2 separate regions of the Rattus norvegicus genome follow, and region 2 is linked to region 1. Evidence: chromatin contacts called from public Hi-C data. All regions are on one chromosome and are shown on one strand. The core of a region is the stretch at or near the end of the contact, and the rest is flanking DNA. Distances in the headings are between cores, read along the strand shown. Region 1 has its middle 79 kb from the start of Emp1. Region 2 overlaps Grin2b (glutamate ionotropic receptor NMDA type subunit 2B).

The links. A called contact is a pair of places that touch in the nucleus more often than the background predicts.
Region 2: a Hi-C map of frontal cortex shows a contact between it and region 1, with 1.8 times the contacts expected there. The contact joins two enhancer-like sites. A contact is called at or near these places in 2 of 12 Hi-C or Micro-C datasets (Schwann cells and frontal cortex).

The regions. Positions count from the first base shown.
Region 1 is chr4:170,020,513-170,026,622 of GRCr8, reverse strand. No RefSeq gene overlaps it. Among named protein-coding and RNA genes, the nearest start is that of Emp1, 79 kb to the right of the region's middle. Within about 2 kb of position 2,797, at least 11 of the 93 cell types and tissues checked have an H3K27ac peak or open chromatin away from gene starts, as enhancers often do.
Region 2 is chr4:170,609,362-170,615,106 of GRCr8, reverse strand. All of the region lies in intron 2 of Grin2b (glutamate ionotropic receptor NMDA type subunit 2B), which reads left to right. Among named protein-coding and RNA genes, the nearest start is that of Grin2b, 160 kb to the left of the region's middle. Within about 2 kb of position 2,311, at least 16 of the 93 cell types and tissues checked have an H3K27ac peak or open chromatin away from gene starts, as enhancers often do.

The DNA of each region.
Region 1 (6,110 bases), core at 1,548-4,047:
GGAGAGGAGTCCACTACTCTACCTGTTTCCTGTACCTGCAGTGATCCTAGGACCCAAGAGTCCAGAGGCATCCTGGACACTCGGTTCATGCTGCTGTTTGACCTTGAACAATTTGCTCAACATCCCTGGAGCGCCTTCCAGAGTTCTGGAATATGGGCTATGAGTAGCAGATGGCTCTGTCACCCCTCACATTCCCATCAGGTCACATAGCCCTCCTCAAACCCACCAGGCATCGTGTGCATGGTGCATGCTTGCTCTGCAAGGAGCCCATTGTCACAAAGTCGATCTGCTTGGGATGGAGCCTGGTGCTTTCAGTCTGTTCTCAGAGACTTTAGATGAACGTCTTTCACCTTGGCGTTAGGTTCTTCTGGTGCTCAAGGCTCTCTCAAAGGAGCTGCCACCAGCGCGGAAATCCCCAGAGACACAACTCCCAAGTCTGTAGTCATAGGAGCATAGCATAACCAAGGGAGACATAATGGACAAGTAAACACTTTCAGGGTGGCTTTTCCCAGGGAGACACAAACAAATGTCTTTTGACCCAAGGTAGGGTACCAACAGTAGACCAAAGGAATGGTCACAGCCACGTCCTTGTAAAACAATGTGTTTATTTCAAGAGCATGGCTGACTGGGCACTTGCTGAAGTATGTGAGTCCAAGGGTTAATGCACGATTATCATGGAGGGAAGCAGATGCCCATGACACTAAGCAGTAGCTGAGAGTTTTACATCCTGATGCATGGGCAGCAAGTAGTAAAAGAGACCTCAGAGCCCACCCCAGAGACACACCTTCTCTGACAAGGCCACCTCGGTTCCAATAAAGCCTCACCTCCTAATCTTTCCCAAACATGTCCACTTCCTGATGACTAAGCATTCCACATATAAGTGCCTATGGGGATGGTTCTCGTTGAAACCACCACAAGGTGATAGCTAGTGTGGTTCTGAATGAAAGTGCGGGTTGTCTGCCAAGACCAGCCTCTGGTAGTGTAGGAAATCAGAGGTGGAAAAACAGATTCAGAACAAAACCCTGACCCACAGGATCAAGAACGGGCCTGGGCGCTCTGAGGCAGTGGGCGGCACCTTCCCTCTAAGTCAACAGAGCCAATAGAGTGATATACCACAGGATATATCTCAGGACAGAGTAAGGAATATTCAAATGGCCTCACTGCTCGAAAGTCTTCTGGGGCACAGAACTGTCTTGTCCCAGAATCCTAATGCGTATCTCATGGAGAGACACCCCCTCTGAGAGTCTAATCTGCCACTAAGTTACCAGAAGCAAGCAGGAGATGAGAACACCGGTCCCCTCTCCTGATTCTCATCCATCCGTCCATTTGCTCACTCTTTTAAATCATCTATCCATCCATTTATATAGTCTTTCATTCACATGTTAGTGGAGGCCAGAGACTGGCAGACTGTCTTCTCATACTGCTCCCTCCCTACCTTGTGTTTTGAAATGGTCTCTCATTGAATCTGGAGTTCTCTGGTACATCTAGCCTGGCCGGACAGCAAGTCCCTGTCTGTCTCCCTAGCACTGGGACTACAGGTGCATAGTAGCACATCTGGCTTTATATGTGACCACTGGGGATGTGAACTCGGGTCCTCCTCATGCTTGCAAAGCAAGCACTTTACCGACTGAACTGTAGTCCTTGTCCCCGTCATCCCAGTCCCCATTAGTAGCACCATTTTATTTAGCAACTACTATGCACTTGGCATGGAGTCTTTGCTACCAAGAGAGCAAGATAATTGTGATTTCTTTTTCTTCTCCCACAGGCAAGATTCTGTTATATATGACTCAGTTGTCAGGAATCTCCTCTACTGTCCTATCCTTTGATGGTCCATAGTTCCTTTGGACACTATGAGAAATGCAGACGCAGGGCCCAGATGTCACAGAGTCCACTACTACAAACTTTTAGACTTTCCATATCCACTTACCTACTTTCTGAAGCCTTGAATGAGAACAGGACACAACAACATACTTTCTCTATAGAATTGGGGACAGATATAACCAGCTTCACCTTAGACCTCTGGAGACTGACATATGAGCTGGTTCCAATGCTACCTCACACCAAGTGCCCACCCTGGGATATTTACTTAGAACATTCCTATATCCCATTTCTCTGCCTTCTGCCCCTCCCTCCCACCCCTGCCTCTGTGGGATTTTCATCAATCTTCTGTTCTCTTTACAGTATTTTCTGAATTATTATTATATGTGTTAATGGTGGCAGAACGCTGTACAATTATCCCCCAATTCATCAGGCTCCTTAACAGGCAAATGCCTTTTTCCCCCAATAAGTTTCACTGGCTGAGGCACCGATCTCGTCCTTGTTGCTACGGAAACCAGAACATTTCTCTGTTTTAATGGTATGTTGAAAGTACTGCGTGTGTACGTGTACACGTATGGTGCCTGCTGGCTTTCTCCACCCTTTCTGCCTTCCCTACCTCCATTGACCTGCCTGGCACTGTCCCGGTATCACATGCTTCCTAATGCCCCCCCCCATCCACAGCCCTGCTTGTCCCTTCGATGCCTCGCACCCTGCCTCCACCTCCCCCACCCTTCCATCTGGTGCTCTCAGCTGCTTGAAAAGAAACACCAGTTGGCTTTGCATGAAATTGAAGAGGGAGAGGGAAATAGAAGGTAATTGCAGAGACAAAAAGGCTTTGACCAGCCAGGTGTTTTCTGCTGGAAGGCCTGTGGCTTCAGCTGGCCACCTTCCTGGAGCAGGGACAACTCAGAGAGGGACAAGAGTAGAGAGTGGGGAGCTCAATGCAGGAGTAAAAGGACAAGGTCTCATATCTGGACAGCACCATCTGCTGCTACTGCTCTTGGGCACTAAGGAAGGCACCTCCCTCCAACTGTTTGTGTTTGGCTCGGAGTTAGGGGGACCATTGGTGGTGGAGAGGGCTCTGTTGAAACTTATTTGTTTATGCATTTATTCAACAAGCACTTCCTGAATGTTCAGTCCACGACAAGTGCTATTCTAAGCACCGAGGGGACACGGACACGGCCCCTGTCTTCAAGATGCATGACCTACTCCAAGTGTCACACAGCCTCTTACCCTCTCTGTGCTATCTTGGTGATTATAGTTTTAGAGACATATAGTCCATTATCATCATGGCAGGAAGCAAGTCACTGAAACAGTGGCTAAGAACTGTATCCTGATCTACAGGCAGTAGGCAGAGAGAAAGCCTGGAAACTTTAAAAGCCCACCACCTCTAGTGACACACTTTCTCCAACAAGGCCATACCTCCCAATTCTTCTAATCCTCCTCATATAGTGTCACTCTCTGATTCAAATATATATGCCTACAAGGAACATTCTTATTCAGACTATCACATTCTACTCTCTGGCTTCCATAGACTTACAGCTGTATCATAATGCAAAGCGTATTTAGTCAAGCTTCCGAAGTCCCCATAGTATTTCATAGTCCCAAATACAAAATCTCTTCTCAGACTCATGGCATTCTCTTAACTCTAACCCCCCTATAAAACAAAAAATAAAGAGCAGATCTCATACTTTCAACATTCCTTGGCACAGAATGCACATTACTATTCCAAAGGGGAGGAAATGAAGCACAATGAGTGTGCTGGGCAGTTTTATGTCAACTTGACACAAGCTAAAGTCACTTGAGAGGAGGAAACCTCAATTAAGAAAATGCCTCTATAAGATTGTGTTGCAGGCAGGTCCGTAAGAGTTTTTCTTTATTACTGATTGTGGGTAATGACATACCTAGGCTGGTGGTCACGGGTTCTATAAGAAAGCAGACTGAACAAGCCACAAGGACCAACCAGTAAGCAGCACCCATCCACAGTCTCTGCATCAGCTTCTGCCTCAAGGTTCCTGCCCAGCATGAGTTCCTGTCCTGACTTCCTTTGATGATGAACAGCTATATGGAAGTATAAGCCAAATAAACCCCTTTCTCCCCACATTGCTTTGGTCATAGTGTTTTGTCACAGCAATCAGAACCTTGACTACAAGAGTCAGAAAATACTGGACCAACAAAAGACAAAAACCATCAGGGCAAACACTAAACTTGCATCTCCATGTCTGATGTCAAAGCACTCATCCAGTCACCTACTCCTTTCAGCCTTGCTGACAGTGACACACTTCTTTTTCATGGGTTGATTCCAGGGACAGTAGCTCTCCTTGGCAGGTATCCCATGGCTCTGGCATCTCCAACATCTTGGGGTCTCAAGCAAAAACATGGCTCTACTTTCAAAGTTTCATGTAATGACCTCACCCTTTCTGATTTTCCATGCATAGCTACCCCTAATGCATGCCTGGCCTCAGTGGCTTTCCTTAGCCTGTGGGTCTATCCTTGATGCTAAAACCAGATCCATGTGGCTGAAGCTGCCATGTTCATCAGTGTTCTGTTGCCGAGTGTTTTCTTCACTCTTTAAGCTTTTCTTTAAATTCATTTTCACAAGTTGGCAACTTAACTAGATTGAGTCTTGCCCTGAGGTCACCTCTCCTTTTATTCCATTTAGTATTGAATAGTCTTTTCCTTATACTTTTTAACTCTTTGAGCACTGGATTTATCTCCATTAAATTTCCTGGTGCCCTTTTCTCCTCAAACTGTACATTTTGCATTTTTCTTTGTTCAACTTGGTCCTTTTCATTATAGATCTATGTAAGAGTGACCACTAATAATCACACAGCAGAGTCAATACTAGGCTGTCTTGAAATCTCCTCTGACAATGCCAAAGACACTTCAATCTGCCTTGAGCAGATTGTTTGTTTGGACAAGGGCAGAAAACAACACAGTCTTAAATTACCACAAGAATGGTCTCTAGGCCACCTAAAATTCTTCTCCTTTGAGAAGTGTGTCTCCTTTAAGCCAGTGTGTCATAATCTATGTTGCTCTCAGCACCATTGCTTTCCACACTTCTCCTGGTATGGCCCACCAAGCCCTCATCAAAGGATACACTGCTTTTCTAGTCAAAACTCCTCATCCTGTCAACCAACAACATAGTCAGGCCTGTCACAGCAATACCTCACTCCTAGTACCAACTTGTCAGAGCTAGTGTTACTATTGCTGTGATGAAACACCATGATCAAAAATAATTTGGAGAGGGAAGGGTATATTGTGCTCACAGTTCGTATGATAGTTCATCATCAAAAGCAGTAAGTGCAGGAACTCACACAAGGCAGGAATTTAGATGCAATGACTTGGATACAAGAACTATGCAGAGGCTATGATGGGGTGCTGCTCACTGGCTTGTTCATCATGGCTTACTCAGCCTGCTTTCTTATAAAACCCAGGATAGTCAGCCCAGGTGTGGTGCCACCCACAGTGAGATGAGCTCTTTCCCATTGATCACTAAAGCTAAACACTTCCCTGCAGTCAGATCTTATGGAGGTCTTTTCTCAGTTTCCTTTCTGCTGACTCTAGCTTATGTCAAATTGACATAAAACTACTCAGTACAGGTTCTTTGGCCCTGGCAGTGAAGTGATTAGCAGACCAAAAAAAGTCCTGTGTGTAAAGCTGCTTCAGAGGGAACCAGATATTACTGGGCAGGGTTGGGCATGGTGGCACATGATTGTAATCTCAGTATCCAGGAGGCAAAACCAAGAAAATCAATACAAGTTTGATCCTACCTGGGATGCATTGAAGACCCAGACAAAGGAAGAGAAGGAGGAATGGGAAGAGGAGGAAGAGAAGGAGGAATGGGAAGGAAGAGAAGGAGGAATGGGAAGGAAGAGAAGGAGGAATGGGAAAAGGAGGAAGAGAAGGAGGACTATAAGGGTACAGGAGGAAGCACTAGAGAGGAACCTTCCGATGCTCGATGTGTTTGAAGGCTGGGAAGAAATATAAGTCAGGAATAAGACTAGAAGCCCTGAGTTTGCCCTAGAGAAACATGGAAGTTGCTTTGGGTCATGTGGTGCCTTCAACTCTCCTCTGCACCCTAAGCAAGCATTCTTAAACTTGGTAGTCTAAAGGATGTGATGCCATGCCTCTCTCATTCTGTGTACTTACACAGAGACAATGCTAGCCTGAAACAAATGTTCAAGAGGAACCAGAAGGACAAAGAAAAGAAGGTGATGAGACAAATGTTCATGGGACTTTCTTTCCTGTGTGTGTCTGTGTGTGTGTGTGTGTGTGTGTGTGTGTGTGTG
Region 2 (5,745 bases), core at 1,062-3,561, 590 kb before region 1:
AAGTCACTAGACCATTCCCTGACACCTGGCGCTTCACTTTGGCTGTGCCTCCTGTCGGCTGCAAAGCTCTGGCCAAGTCCCTGGATTTTTCTGAGCCAAATTTTCTCTGTCCATCAGATGATAATGGATGGCATCATGATTAAAATGAGGTCCACGAGAGGGCTTTGTTCAGCTCTCAGCATTGTGTAAGCATTTAGGTTTGAGTGTGATTCTGGTTAGAAGGGATTGAAACGATCGATTCGAAGATTTTCGCCACGCTGATGGTGTGTTTAGTTACGTTTAATCCGATTGGACCCCTTTCAAACTTCCTTCATCGGGAAGACTCCATCACTCCTGTGTAAGTGAATGGCTGAAGCCACTCCAGGGCTCCAGTACTCTGCTCTATGCACATCTTGCCACATAACTCATTTTGGATGATGGAAAACCAGCAGGCCATGCTGCAATGGTGGCTTCAATCACAGCCGTGCTTCCTGGACCAGGGCTGGCTTAGCTGGAGTGTGATCAATGAATATGAGACACAGAAGAGTCCTTGGTGGCATCTTGTGGCCATGCGTTGGCAGAGTAAATGACCAAGTGTAGACCAGACATTGGGTGCCTTGCTAAGGGACTTGGGATTTTACTTGCTCTCAGATAAGGACTTCCCAGTGGATCAGACTATCGATGAATGTAGGTCTGCAAGCGCCAGAGTGCTTGGGAGAGCATTAAGGTGGGAAGGAGACAGACAGACTCCATGCCCGAGTGTGTCTACAGCGGGACAGGCTTGCCGGCGCATCCTTCTGTGTGGCTACCTTCAATGACTCTCATCTCTTGAGCAGGACATCTGCCTTCTCCAACTGCTCCCCCGACCCCATCTTCTCTGGCCCATACCTTCAAGGCCATGTTAGAGGTTCTCTTGTGTCATATCTGATCATCAGTGACAACTGACCAGTGGGTCAGGTGCCATGACACTGTTAATCCTTGAAGGGGTGATGGAAAAGAAAGACGATACGATGGGGGCGGGGGGAGAAGAGACAGACAGCAGAAGGCCAAGTCCACAGGGTTGGCACTGTCATTACAAGAAGCCATTTAAGTAATGTGCAGAAACAGTGCAGTGTAACTCTATTATTCCTAAAGCGCAGGTTAATTCAACAGAGGAGCAGAAAGAAACGCTGGGGAAGTGGAGCTTGGTGAGAAAAACAGTGCCAGAGTAGGAATCCAGTGGAGCTGGAAGATTTTTCAGAAATGAGGATTTTCAACTAGAAATTCTGGCCGCAGTGAAAGAGGCGGTCATGGGCGTCTCAGCGGTCAGTCAGCAGGGTCCAAATGTGTTCATTGCTACCTTCTTCTCCATAGGTGCTTTGGGTTCTCTTTGGTTGGGTTCACAGCTTTAGAGTCAAAGCTTTGCTATATAGCCCTGGCTGGCCTAGAACAGACCAGGTTGGCCTTGAACTCACAGAAACCCATCTGCTTCTGCCTCCCCAGCGCTGATCACGGAGGCTCGTAGCTCCCATGACAGGCCTGAGCAAAAATTTAATCCTGACTTTGTTGCCGCTTTGCTACTTTTCTTATGTAAGCGTTCATCTGTCCAGTTTTTTTTTAAATGCGTCCCTCTGCTCTGCAGACATTTGCTCATTTAATTTTAGTGAAAATAAAGGAGTTTCCCTTCCCGAATAGTCTTATCTCTGGTTGACTCAGAAACCTACCTAGAGACAACCAGTATTACAGTTAAGGAATACAAGGCATGCTATCCTCCCTTAGCCAAATGTTTGATTATATTTATTAGAAAGTCAGTAAGCCACAGTAGCTCAACGAGAGGCTGGCTGCAGATGGAGCCCATTCCCTGATTTTTCTCAGTTTGCTCCCCACCACGGGAGTGGCCCGCAAATAAATATACACAGTCCGCGCAGGCACTATCTAGTCTTCAGCACTCGTGTGGAATCGTCACCTTTTAGCCACTCTGCCAACTCCATGCTTCTGGGGGGCAATTTGAGGTCCCACTGAGAAGAGGGTAGAGATTAAAAGCAGCGTGTTTGAGCGTCACATTGGATTTGGTAGCTCCTACCAGTTTTGACTTAGGAAATTACATAACCTCTGAGAGCTGTGGGGTTCTGCACTGTTCAATCGGATGAATAATTCTAGTCTTGCCATTGAAGCAAACCCCCGAGTGCCTAGCACGCTGCTTGGAGAGCCAGGGAGCCCTTCTCGCTGCCAGGCGCTCAGCCCCACTCTGTAGATGGTTCCTTCATCCCTCACAATGGTCAAGTGAAGGACTGCTGACTGGAGGATGGGAGAAGGGTTGGGGGCCTGACTTAATAAGAGATCTGTCCTAGGTGGCAGGGACAGGCTCAGAAGAGGGGGCTCACAGTGGGAAAGGCTTGGTTTCATTTATCATGGGACCTAAGAAAGTTTCCCATGGCCTCTGTGGCATTGGCCTTGAGTCTTGGCCATGAGAGGGACATGGAAGGCTTCTGGCCCACGTTGGTGGGGTGGGTGCTCAGTGGATGCTCTCAGAGAGCAGAGAACAAGTAGCCAGCGAGCTACAGCAGCTGAGGATACACAGAGCAGGAGATGTAACTTAAGTCAGTGGACAGGAAAGGAGGTGGTGTGCGTTGCCCGGGGGGAGGGAGGGGCAAGCGGACTCTTCTGTGTTTATTGCTGGTGTTCAGCTACAAGGAAAAATGCGCTTTCCATCCCAGTGTCATCTGGGAACTTGTCCAATTGCCTGGATACTTGCAACACACACCACTCCCTCCTTTGACATTTGAGTGGCTATGTGGCATGGACCAGTTCACTGCTGTCCTCACGGTTTGGCTTGATCCTACATGGCAGAGTCACATAGCTCCCTCCACTCCCATGGGAGATCCAGGGCCCTGCTAGAGGACTTAGAGGGGATGATGGGGGTAGGTAAGGAAAGAGAAACTTCTCTTTTTAATAGCAGAAGATCAAAAGTACTGCGGTAGGCAAGGAGGTCGAGGACCTTTTTGCCAGGTAAAATAAAATGTCGAGCATTAAGTGTGTAATTTGAGTAATTAATGCTCCAGATGGAGGAACAGTTTTATATGCTAATTCATATTTTCCAAAGGTCCAGAGCCACTCTGAAAACTATTTCCCAAATTGCTGTCCTCGCTGCCTACATCTGAGAGCACCCACACGGTGCAGCTTCACGGAGGCACGGTTTCCAGGTGGCTTTTAATTTCTTGTTTTATACAAGTGAGATGTGCCTTCCCCCCAGAGCCCAGGGCTCCCAGCCAGTGTGTTGTGTATGGGTTACAGGTGCAGCTGCGTCTTGGCCATGCTCAGCCCTCTGTGGTCTCAGGACCCTCCTTCACCTTTAGGAGACTACAGTGTCCCGTGGATCACTGTACAAGGCCTCAGAGTGACATACAGCTTTGACTTTGGTGTAGTTCTGAGGGTCTCCCTGATGCCTGGAGAACTCCTAGGCTAGCATCCATGTACATTTAGGGGAATCTTTCTTAAGGTACAGGTGAACTAGACACACATACCCAGTCTCCACGCTGCCCAGATCAGAGATCCAGATCCAGAGTGGAACCTTAGCTCCACTGTTGGAAATCTCCCTTGAAACGCAGCCAGGCCTGGCCAGCATCTTTCTGGACCTCTGCAGGCCGCAGGCCTTTCTATCTTTCTAAAGCCCCTACATCCGTTTCTTTCTTCCTCATAGTTAAACTATTTAACTCAGTGTTTAAAGCCATGCCCGGCTGCCTCGTGGCCATTCAGAGTTGTCATGGCAATGTGGCCCAGCTCTCCAAATTAGGACACATTGCAGCTGCTTTTCCCTTCCTTTTTTTTTTTTCCTCATGTGGCCTCTTTGTCGTCTCTGTCTCTCTTTCTGTCTCTCTCTGTCTCATTCTCCATCTATGTCTCTCTGTGTCTCTACGTTTCTGCATTTCTCTGTGTCTCTCTGGGTCTGTCTCTCTGTCTCTGTCCTCTCTGTCTCTCTCTCTCTCTCTCACTCTCGCTCTTTCTCTCCCCCTTGCTTCCTTAAGCCCTTGCCTGCTTCTCTCCCCCAGGATGCTAATTTAAGTACCTGGAGTCAGAGCTGGGTGGGTCTTATACTTTCCCAATGCTCTGCCCACATGCATCCTTCAACCCCCTCCCTGGCAGTCTGTGCCCACGGAGGTTCCTGAGACTTTCAGAGTCCTTTTTTTTTCTTTTGCCAGCTTTGCACCTAATACCTGTTTGGTCTGGGTGACACTAAGGATTTCTTTTTTACCTAGAAGCCCTTTGTGAGTGGACTGTGGCAAGGAAGAGGTGCTGTGCTTAGGCTCTCAACGTTCTCAGTCTTTCCAGCAGTCTCACAGCTACTGTAGGAGATGCTTGGGGCGATAAACAGCCTCAGCATGAATGGGGGTGCAAACATCTTTCCCACACAAGGCATTTTCAGGGGCTGTTTTAATTATTTTTCTCATCACTGTGACACAATTTCTTAAAATCAACCTAGGAAAAAAAGGTTTGCATTACTACACAGTTTGAAGGCTTAGCTTGATTGTGGAGAGGCGCTCATGGTAGCAGGGTTATAAGGTGGCGGTCACGTTGCATTTGTGGTCAAGAAGCAGAAAGAGATGACTACTGGTGTCCAGCTTGCTTTACTATTTGACCAGGACTCTAGCTTGTGGATGGTGCTGCCCAAATTCAGGGCATGTCTTTTCTGCTCTATTAAATGTCTCTGAGAACACCCTCATAGATACAGATGTGTGTTTCCATGGTGATTCTAAATCGAATAAGTTTGACGATGAAATTAACAGGGTCCCAGGACACTGCAAATTCAAAAAAGCTGTGTATGGTAAAAGTGTGGTGGTTAGGGTCAATTGCCAGCTTCACTTCAGGGATTGTCTGCAGTGTACTAATTGATGTGGGAAGCGTCTTAATTGTGGGTGGGATCATTCCCTGGCCAAGGGATCCTGAACCATCTAAAGGAACAGCGGTACTTTACATCGCTCTGTTTCTCCACTGTGTAGCCAGCTCCACATTTTCCCATCACGGCGGACTGTACCTTGAGCCATGAACCAGAATTAACCCTTTCTCCTTAAAGTTGCTCCTGCATGATATCATAGCAACAAAAAGAGAAACAGAGAGCGACAACAGAGGCGGTCAAGGTTAAAAAGGAAGGAGAACACAGAGAAAGATGGGAGAAAAGATCGAGAGTAGGAGGGACAGTGGTGGCCTTCCTTTCCCTCAGGTTAATTCTGTTTCACAGAGAGCTATGTGAGCCCCTTAAGTTATAGACTGGATGAGAATGGAAGGAGAAAGAGAATGGGGAGAGCAGGCAGACTCTACAACTCTTTCTGCTTCTCTGTCATTACACTATAGCCAATTAGAAAAGACTCTTGACCATGTTCAGAGGAATGAATGAGCTCAGGCATGCTTTGAAATCAATCTCTCTCTCTCTCTCTCTCTCTCTCTCTCTCTCTCTCTCTCTCTGTCTCTCTGTCTCTCTCTGTCTCTCTCACTCTGTCTCTCTTTATTGGATATTTTGTATTTACTTTTCAAATGTTATCACCTTTCTCATTTTCCCATCCATAACCCCCCTATCCCATTCTCCCATCCCCCTTTCCCCTTCTAGGAGGGTGTTCCCCCACCCATCCTTCACTTATACTGGGGGGCCCCGCCTTGGCAGGACCAAGGGTTTCTCCTCCCATTGGTGCCCAACAAGGCCATCCTCTGCTACATATGCAGCTGGAACCATGGGTCTTTACATGTGTACTAAAATCAATCTCTCTCTCTCTCTCTCTCTCTCTCTCTCTCTCT